Regions from separate parts of the Mus musculus genome. Here region 2 is linked to region 1. Evidence: chromatin contacts called from public HiChIP or PLAC-seq data. All regions are on one chromosome and are shown on one strand. The core of a region is the stretch at or near the end of the contact, and the rest is flanking DNA. Distances in the headings are between cores, read along the strand shown. Region 1 overlaps Rad51b (RAD51 paralog B). Region 2 holds the start of 4933435C09Rik (a long non-coding RNA gene).

Evidence for each region. HiChIP or PLAC-seq counts read pairs in DNA pulled down with a chosen protein or histone mark.
Region 2: a contact with region 1 is called in an H3K27ac HiChIP or PLAC-seq map of heart atrium, with 7 read pairs. The contact joins the promoter of 4933435C09Rik here to the enhancer-like site in region 1. A contact is called at or near these places in 10 of 484 Hi-C or Micro-C datasets (the 3T3-L1 cell line, the N1E-115 cell line, cerebral cortex and 5 more) and 2 of 115 datasets of contacts at active chromatin or transcription factors (heart atrium and stem cell-derived neural progenitor cells).

Annotation. Positions count from the first base shown.
Region 1 is chr12:79,748,519-79,753,298 of GRCm38.p6, forward strand. All of the region lies in intron 8 of Rad51b (RAD51 paralog B), which reads left to right. Among named protein-coding and RNA genes, the nearest start is that of Gm36048, 48 kb to the right of the region's middle. Within about 2 kb of position 1,978, at least 165 of the 459 cell types and tissues checked have an H3K27ac peak or open chromatin away from gene starts, as enhancers often do. A contact at or near this core is called in the N1E-115 cell line, cerebral cortex, heart atrium and 4 more, where this site is marked.
Region 2 is chr12:79,933,989-79,938,768 of GRCm38.p6, forward strand. It overlaps 4933435C09Rik (a long non-coding RNA gene), which reads left to right and starts at 2,551. Exons shown (of 3, transcript XR_381736.3): 1 at 2,551-3,551. 9430078K24Rik (RIKEN cDNA 9430078K24 gene) reads right to left here and starts at 2,276. Exons shown (of 4, transcript NR_131074.1): 1 at 2,199-2,276. Gm51985 (a long non-coding RNA gene) reads left to right here. Exons shown (of 2, transcript XR_003950201.1): 2 at 1-878.

The sequences.
Region 1 (4,780 bases), core at 728-3,227:
AGCTCTTACCTGGGCTAAAGCGAAGTACCAAATTATTCTTTCTTATGAGGGATTTTGTATTCTATCTAATCAGAACTTAGAAACTTGGACTTAGGCTAGAATGTCCAGAAGTTCAGTTCAGGAGAGATTCACCAGGTATTTCCCCCCCAAAATATACCGTCTTGGGTGGTTAACTATATGAGATTAGCCATTATTGTCATTAAAACACCACACTCCCTTTTTCTTATGGTGTTCTTTTTCAAACGTGTGTCTGGTGACCTCTTTACCTTGCTTTTCAGGTTTTATTATATTTCAGTTATATCTGGTATCAGCTGTTGAATCTGCAGTATGCAGAAATGCTGAGGCTTGCCCTTCCAAAATTCTTCCGGGGTCAATTCCCATTATAGCCTACATCCAGGAAGTGAGACTATTTCCAGTTCGCTGGGAACCATCTTGGCTTTGAGCAGAAATGGGGGCCTGAATCATTGCCTAAGAGAGCTTTGTAGATTGTCACAGTTGGCAGCCTCAAGATTTGAGCTAATCCTGGAAATTCCTTGACTTCCCAGAAAGAAGGTTCCACAAGGTCAGGCTGAGGCCCTTTGAGAGCAGCTGGAAGAGAGCTGGCAACCCGTGGCCCTTACAGCTGGACAGGGAGATGAATACAATTCACCCCCACCCCCCCAGCCCTGAAGACACTGGTTTTCAGGGGATAGTTATTCGTTATTCCTTTTCCTCTGTATAAAGAAAAGTATCCTGCAGTCTCTGCAGGAGCAGCAAGCAAGCGACGCAGTTCCCATGGTGAGTGCAAAGACCAGGCCAACAAAAACAGCCTAAGCATCACAAAAATGGGCTTCCTCCGGTGGTTGCATAGTCAGTCCTTTATCGCTGGTCCCTGTAACCAACCACTCCCTCACCCCAAAGCATCATTCTTTACTGCTATCCAAGGTCATTATTCTTGTGGCAGGAACTGCTCCTACAAACAAATCTTGATCTTACTGTCTTACCCCTCCACCTCTTGGTCAGTGCATCATTTAGAAAAAGTAAATGTTGAAGATGAGAGAGATGAGCTCAGGCAGCTTTTCTAAAGGTCCGGGCTTAGCAGCAGCTCAAGCACCAAATTATAAACTCCTGAAACCTGTATAATCCAGTTTTGATTAACTTGAAGATCAGCGCTGCTTTTTTTTTTTTTTATTAAAATGAACTTCTGTGTCAATGGAAAACTGCCCCGGCACACTGGACCATTGTTCACAGGAGGGGGAAGGGACTGGCAAATCCCCTATCTGGAAAAGGCAGATCAAGTCCTGTTGTTCCCAGGCCTTCCTATACTTTGGGGAACTTAGTATAAATTCCACGGAATATTGGGTGCGTCTCTGGTTCGAACTGAGGATCAGGTCATGATGCACTTTGCCAGATTCTCACTTTAAGTTCTTCCTTTCCGGCCCCTTCAGCCTCTTCCTGCTCCTCTGCTCTCTAGGGCCACCTCTCCGCTTCACCTTGTCACACTAGCTGCTCCGATCCTTCCTGTCGTAGATGGATAGTGGATGAAAAGGAACAAACACTCTATAAGAAGACAAGGGTGCAGCCATTTCCGACTTGCGAAATGGTTTCCGATGATCAGGGACTAAGGCTCACTAGAAGCAATCTTCAGAAACTCCTTCCTCGTCCATCACATAAGGAAGAATCCTTCACTCTAAGCATCTCCTTTCCTAGGGAAGGCACTGCGACTCTGGTGAAGAACTTTGTCTAACCTAAGTGTTACCATCTGAAGGCAGCCTCCATCTCGACTCCTGCCCTTTCCCCTCCAGCCCAGTGCAGAGCCTCCCTCCAGACATGCTGATTACAAAACAGTGCTTAGGAGAAAACCCCACCCTGTCAGCAGATCAGTTTTACAAGCTGACATGGGACATGTGCACATTTGGAGTCTGGAGAGTGGCTGAGCTGTACTTCCAGTCCAGCCTCTCCTTTGCTGGCTTCAGCGAGTCACTTCTCCTTCCTTTGTCTATTTCCCCTATTGCTGAGGAGAAGATAATGAACCTTTCCACCTATCAGGCTCGCTGGAGTGCTATAAAGAATAATGAGGTGATATTTGTAAAGTGCTTTGAGCCGCTGGGAAAGAAGAGGGGGCGAGCTAAGCAGAAAGCATTCTGAGCTGGAAGCACTTATCAATTGAGCTGCCTAACAATGACAGGGAGTAAGAATACTCAGAAATGAGTTCCAGGGACCAGCCCTGCTTTGAATTTAGGAGGAGGATTAGTGAGGACCTAATAGGTATCCCACTTCTCCAGTTTCTTTAGTGTACCATCAGACGAGAAAAGGTAATTGCATTCTTCTATGTCCGATTCAGCCTGTAGTTTCAATTGGGATGTCAGAGTGTGCTTGTCTTCTGTTCTCATACTGAGGCTGTGTTATGTCTCGATTGTTAAAGCCGTGGGCATCTTCTGTCCCCCGGGGGATTTCACTTAGGGGCTATACAAAGTAGTTTCTATGCAGAGGCTGGGCTCACAGTTTATAAGGCTTATTAGTGGAACTTCTAAGTCTAAAGTGCCTGGGGACCAATTCTGCTGAAGGAGAGAAATAAAAGGAAAGGTCTTTATCATGGTCTTTTTCCCTATGTGGCTTCATGGGAAATTTCTCAGCAACTCAGATCAATGCACATAAGGTATAAACATGGGACTTTGATAGCCACTGTGGAGTCCTTGTCCAGGTGAAAATGGGGGTGGGGGTGGGGGCTGGCTCTAGGTTAAGGTGGGCTTACCAAGTCACTAAAGGTAATCAGAGCCTTCTTTTAGTCCCTCCTTCCCTCAAGAGGGTCAAATGAGAGATGTCTGTGGGGCCTCACATGTGTGGGAATGTTTCCAAATGTTCCTGTGAGGGGTCAGTTCCCACAAACCCAATCTCCATTTCTTCAAGACTCGGAGCCCCGGCAGGTTGTTGCCATTTTCGGGGCCAGCAGAAAGAGAAAATGCAGAGGAAAGAGAGCATGCAGAACTGGGAGAATGATTTGAGCTCACATAACTCTGTGGGCTGACTAAACATTGAGTGGGGAGTGTGCAACCCCCTCCTAGCAGGCAGGAGCAGGGCTGGATTTATCTCTCCCCCTATAAATGGTACAAAGAGAGGTCATGGGACCATTTGGAACAATGATTTTTCTGATCAAAGTTATATTAAGGAAATTACACTGATTACATCTTAGCCCCCTGAAGTTTACAAGCCGTTTTGTAATTACTACTTCTGCAAACCGTTCCCTCTCTTCACCGCTTCTCGGGTCCTCTGGCTTGCAGAGGCTGCTGGACTTTCTCCTCCAAAAGGATGCGTTCATCAGCCAGCCAGGGCTTCCTGCACTATTTGTTCTTTGAAATGACTTCTGAGTCTCCTGGGGCATTCCCCAGTGTGGCACAGCTGCGTACACCACGCCCACTGGCATCCTGTCCCCATGCCAGACAGACCCGCAGGGGCATGCATTCTCCTCCTATGTCCTATCGTGCTATGCCAGGCAAGTACACTTTGATGCCTGCTCTTCGGCAGAGGCTGACTGGCCTCTGACCCAGGTTCCTTCCTAACCCATGTTTGCGTTCGTCTCAGCAAGTCACTCTTTTGTCCTCTCTCAAAACTCCAGGTTTCTTGTTTGTTGTTTGAATGGCTCACTCTTCAATGCCTGGAGTCTTTCTTCATTTCCCCCTCCTAAGGTAAAGCTATTTGATCCCAGACATGCCTCCCCCAGCAGGTTCTCAGGGAAGGAAGCAAGAGACTTTGGCCTGGACTCCTGTCCTTTCTTTCACCTCTGCCAGTGCTCAGTCAAGAGCAAGGCTGACCTTCCCTGGCCAAGCCTGAAGAGAGGCTGTGGGACGTGGCCTTCCCTGCTGCTGCTGGTAGCTGATGCCCTTCCTTTTCTTTCTCCTGGACCCTGAGCACCATTGCCCCAGTGAGCTGCTGGGAACAGAGGTCTGGCGGCTACTTTGGCCTCAGCTCTCCAACACAGAACATCCAAGCATCAATGGGAAACAGCAAGATCTGTCAGCACTGCCCTTTCGTCGGGGGTCTTTGAGGGCCACATTCTCCACGGCCATCTGTTCCCTTTCACCTCTCTGGACAATGTCGCTTTTTTTTCAAGCCAGCAACTCTCCCTCTTTATCCAGTCCCCTCCCACCTCCCTTTCTTCACTCCTGATTTCTCCTCTCTCCCATCCCTGTCCTTCCTCGCACTATGAAAGTAGTGTCCCCTTGGGTGACACCTCCACCCCCAGAGCAGCTTGTAACTACTGTGGGGTTTTGACTTTTTATTGAAAAATCCCTTTGGAATTGAGAGCTTCTACTTTTAAAGTTTATGATTGTGGTTGGGGTACTCTTTTGAAAAGGACGGCGGGGAGGGGAGGGTAGAAAACTTCTCAGTCCTGAAGAAAAATACAGAATAATGAATTTAGATTCCCTTTGGCAGGCACTTGCCTCTTGAAAGAATCCCTGCTTAGTGATTAGTTTAATGGAAGTGCTATGTCCCTGAGGTCTTTCTGCCATTTGTCTTATTATTGTTTTGTCCTACCTGCCATGTTATTACACTGTTGTTTGTTTTTATGTGTAGCCGTGTGTATGTGTTTGTTTGATTGACTATTTGTTTGTAGCGATCAAAGGACACCTTGCAGAAGTTGGTTGTCTGCCTCTACCATGGGGGTCCCAGGGATCGAATTCAGGTCATTAGGTTTGGGCACAAGCCTGGTCAGCTACCCACCGAGTCATCACACTGTCCCTGTTGTGCTGTTTTTAATTTCGAGTTAGAGGTGCTGTGGAGCCTTTCATCTTGAACAGAG
Region 2 (4,780 bases), core at 1,301-3,800, 190 kb after region 1:
TCCCTGAGACCTTTGAAAAATCAGCCGTGGCTGTGAGAAAGAAAGGAGCTCGGGAAAACAATGGTCCTTCTCTTGCAGAGGAAGATGAAGGGAACTCCAGAGAACAAACCAGGGTGGGGGACAATTTGTCTTTGTCCGTCCAGTTCATAGGACAGGGTTAGCCACAGAGCGGAGCCGAGTAAGCATATGGAATAATGAATGAGTTCATGGAAGGGTACAGCCAGGCCACTGTGGAAGCCAGTGCCCCGTAGATAGACCCTGTGCATACCATTTCTGTCACAGTTTAGAGAGCGGTCTAGCTTTCAGCTGCCCGTCACCATCACCTCCTTCCCAAACAGAATCAACATCTTGTCTCTTCTCACCACGGGGAAATGGCACTGAGATGACCCAGCTGTCTTGAAATCCTTAATCCCATTGGTGGCAGATCACCACACACACTAGAAAGTGAAGAGAATACAACTTTCCTCCTGGGGTAGCCAGTCACCTCTTCTGCTCCAGGGGGTGCCACATTACCTAATTCTGGATCATGATCAGATGATGGCTTCTCTTGGTCAGCCTGTCCTTGGAAAATCTACTCCCTGGTTGTATCGGAAAATTCCTCTTGTGTCTGTCACTGCACACATCAGAAGACCAAGGTTTCCATTTTCTCAGAAGAAATCAACCAGCTACTGTCCCTGAGAGCAAGTCTGCTCCTGGAATTTTTTTTTCTTAACCTCTTAGAACCAATCCAGAAAAGGCAGGCCAAGAGGGAGGCTGGTGTTCCCCAGCACCAACTGGCTAGGCTGAGTCTCTGTAAGGAGCCTAAGGTCTGGACCCAGAGATGCTGGCTTCTTTCATGTTGCTTGGGTTCACTAAAGCAAAGAAATCGGCTTGAAAAAGAGAATGTTTCCTGCCTTGGATTCCCATTATTCTCTTGGTCAGATTTCAAACGATGGAGTGGGAGTTGCTTCTTAGAAAAAAAAAATCTCTTTCTATACAGGGCTGAGATCAGTGGGAAGTCTTAGGCCTAAGCCTATTAAGTTGATGGTGATGAAGGTGACATTTCTGTTGTTATTTGTCAGACAGAACAGAATACACCATCAACCATCCCTTGGTCACATTATAGGTCTATGAAACAAACATTGGGAAAGATTGACTGTTTGACAGTACTAGCTGGGGACAATGGTACATGCCTTTATTCTCAGCATTCAGGAAACAGAGGCAGGTAATATCCATAAGTTTGAGGCCAGCTTAGTCTACATAGCCAGTTCCAGAACAGCCAGGCTACATAGTGAGGCCCCATCTCAAACAAACAAACAAAAGTACTTTAGCATAGTTCCCTCTAAGGAGCTCACAGCCCAGGAGGAGGGCTGTTGGAGAATGGAGCTTAAGTCACAATGTAAAGAATGAGCCATAGCCACACAGAGGACCATCAATCTACCCAAGGATTCTGGAGATGGCACATAGAAAGAAGACCTAGAAGTTGGGGCTAATTGAACCAGCATTTTCAAGCACCTGAATTGGCTTTTCATGATGGGAGTGATGAGTGTGTTGCCCAAGGTCCTTGCACTCTGGGGAGTTAAGGATGACAAGCTCTTAGGGAATGGGAATCCTTTCACTGGGAACCACGGCTACACCCTTGGGCAGTGTGTCTGATGGACTAGTGGCCTCAGGCATGTCTTAATGTTGCATGTAGTCGGACATCTTAGAACAGAGTTCCAAAGCTGGTAGCATGTTCTTCTAGACTCTTCTCTTTTTACAAAAGAGAAGGCCCAGGTCTGCTTAAACAAGATCAGATGAAAGTCTAAAACAAGTCACAGTGCCAAGCTCCACATGTTCTGGAAGGTTCTCCTAGACTGTGTCTCTAAAAGATCGGGGTGGAGAAGAGTCCCGTAGGCCCAAGGCAGTGTCAGGTTCCCCCTTTCAGTCAACAGGAATAGAAGAGCCTTTAAGCAAAACCATATTTTTTTACATGTAAGCAAAACTTCTTAGAGAAATACTTAAGACAGCATTTTGTTGATGAGCCCAATGCCTTGGACCCTTCCTCGCTCCTTCCACCTGTCCTAAACACCCAACTTTCCATTCCCTGAGCAGCTCCACTCTCAATTGCTACATCCCCTAGGAAAAACTTCTATGCCCTCCCCATGGAAACAGTCACCCCCTTCCCTTCACACAAACCCATCTTACCTCAGGAAAAGATTCCGCATTTCCCTGCTTACCTGTGTGCCTTTCTGAGGCCAGGAAGTGGGGTTTTCTCCTCTGACACCCACCCTACTCCTAAGGGCCCATAAAGCTTTTAGTGAATGGACTCAGACTGCTATAAACAGCATCTTAATTTGCCCTAGCGTCTTCTAGCAGAGCAGGGTCAATCGCAAAGTCTCTCTTGATAAAATCAGAGAATGTCCTCATCCCCTAGTTTCACATATAAAGACTCTAAAGTGTGAATAAGGGAGGCTAGTCCAGGAGTAAGTATGTGTCCACACCAGGAGTGTAACAAGTGCTCCTCAGACTAGGATGAGCCCTACCAGGACTATGCTGAGACCCCCAAATTCCTCAGAGTCCATACACCACCCAAAATCAGATGAAAGTCTAAAACAAGTCATAGTGCCTAGCTCCAGAATGTTCTGGAAGGTTCTCTGAGACTGTCTCTCTAAAAGGTTGGGGTGGGGAAGAGCCCCCATAGGCCCAAGAAAGTGTCAGATTCCCCCTTTTCAGTCAACAGGAATGGAAGAGGCTTTAAGAAAAACCAAGTATTATTATTTGTTTGTTTTTACTGTGACTCAGTCTGTAGTAACTGGGTTAAAGTCCACTTTGAGACTAGGAGAACAAAAGACCTCCTGTTAGTGCTGGAAGTTTGCCTCTTAAGATATCCCTGAGGGGAACTGGGAAGAGAAAAAAAAAAAAAAAGGAGAGCCAGCAGCAGGACAGAGGAAGCTGTGGGCCTTCAGGAACACAGCCGAACTCTGGAAAGGAAAACACACTGCCTTTCATCTCTAGGCCTATCTGCACTGGCCGCTCCCTTTGCCGCTGTTTTATGGCTCACTGCAGGACACAGGCCAGTGCCCGATTCCCACACTCCTCTAACACGCTGAAACTGCCAGGGGTTATAGCAAAATAGACAAATGTCCACAGCTAACCAGACCTAGGTTCAAGAGGAGGGGGAAGAAGGGAAGGGAAAAGAAGGAGAGTTGGAGGGAGAAGAAGGGGATGACCCCACCCTACAGAACTCATTACATGTTGGGTGCTGTTCTGAGAGTACCCATGGCAACCCATTGTCTCGACACCCAAGAGGAGTCTAATGAGCTAATTCCCGGGGCCCAGAGGAAGAGGCAAGCTGGACCACTCTATTGGAGAAATCTATTCCCTTTAGTACTGTGGAGGAGTCACATGGCCAGTAGACTGAATCTTTCAGGCTACACACTAAAGCCATCTGACTCCAGCACTGGAGGACTTTATCCTTCTCTTTTCAAGTAGAAAGAGAATATTGAGGAAAGACAAGGCAAGAGTTCTCGTCCCAACCCTGCCTGTGACCTTTCTCCATCACCCTATGGAGATGTCCCACCTCCCAGATGGTAAGATGGGTCTGCACTGTGATTGCCTGTCCTGGAGTTGATCCACTATACCTTGACTGTATTGTATGAAGCCGATTGGAGACACTAAAGAAAAGACGGGAACTCCATGATGGTCTCAGAAATTCCTCCGTTAAAGCTCCTTCTCATCCTCTCTCCCTTCCAGGGCCTCCCCCCAATTAGATCTCTGCCTGCAGCTCCAGGACCTGCTCTATACAGTGTCTGGACCTTCTGGGTCTCCCAACTCACTTAATGAACACTTAGCATTTTGTTCTCTGAACAAGTTATATAATTTCTGAGTCATGATCAGACAGCAGAGATTTCTCCACCAAAACCAGAAAAGAAAGCATTGTGTGCTAAGTGCCCCTCATCTCTTTGTGGGACACCCCAGTTCTGCAGAAGTCTGCAGAAGACTGCTGCGGAGAGCCAAGATGGTTAGGAGCCTGTCCTCTAGCATCCTATTGGCTGCAGGTGACTTGAAGAGGAGTATTTGCTGCAACAAGCGAAGGCTCAGAGAGAGCTGATGTGGCTCCTTGGGCTGGCTTCGTAGGGATCGGGCCCCTTGTGCAATCACTAAACCCTGGCTTTGTGCCAATGTGCCAGTGGCCTGCATGAGGTTCATAAGTACCAAGCTGGGAATGTGAACTTCTTGGCCCACCCCAAAAGAGATAGTCCTCCCAAGCTAAGCTCAACAAGACCTGGGAAGTGTGACTTTACATGAGGCATCTTTTGTAGACAGAGCACAGGCTTTGTAAAGTGCTACAACCATTGGAGCCTTTGGCATTTCCTTTCCTTCTTGGCATGGTAAAGCCAACACTCAACACCAATTACAATACAGAGGTGACCAATTACATCGTTCTTTGTCTTCATCTTCTCCTCCTCCCCAGTGTGTGTGTGTGTGTGTGTGTGTGTGTGTGTGTGTGTATGCTCACATTAACATGCAGGTATACATGTGTGTTCAGATGCTTGTGTACATACATGTATGTGGTACATAGAGGCCAGAGGATAGTCTCAGAAATACCATCCACCTTATTTTGAGACAAGGTTTCTCACTAGGCTGAAGCTCACCAATTAGTCTAACCTGGCTGCCCAGTGAGCCACAGGTATCTACCTGTGTCTACCTCCCTAATGCTGGGACTACAAGCATGTGATACTATGCCTGGATAGTGGTTCTGTTTGGTTTGGTTTGGTTTGGTTTTCTGGTACTGAGGATCAAACACAGGTCCTGGATA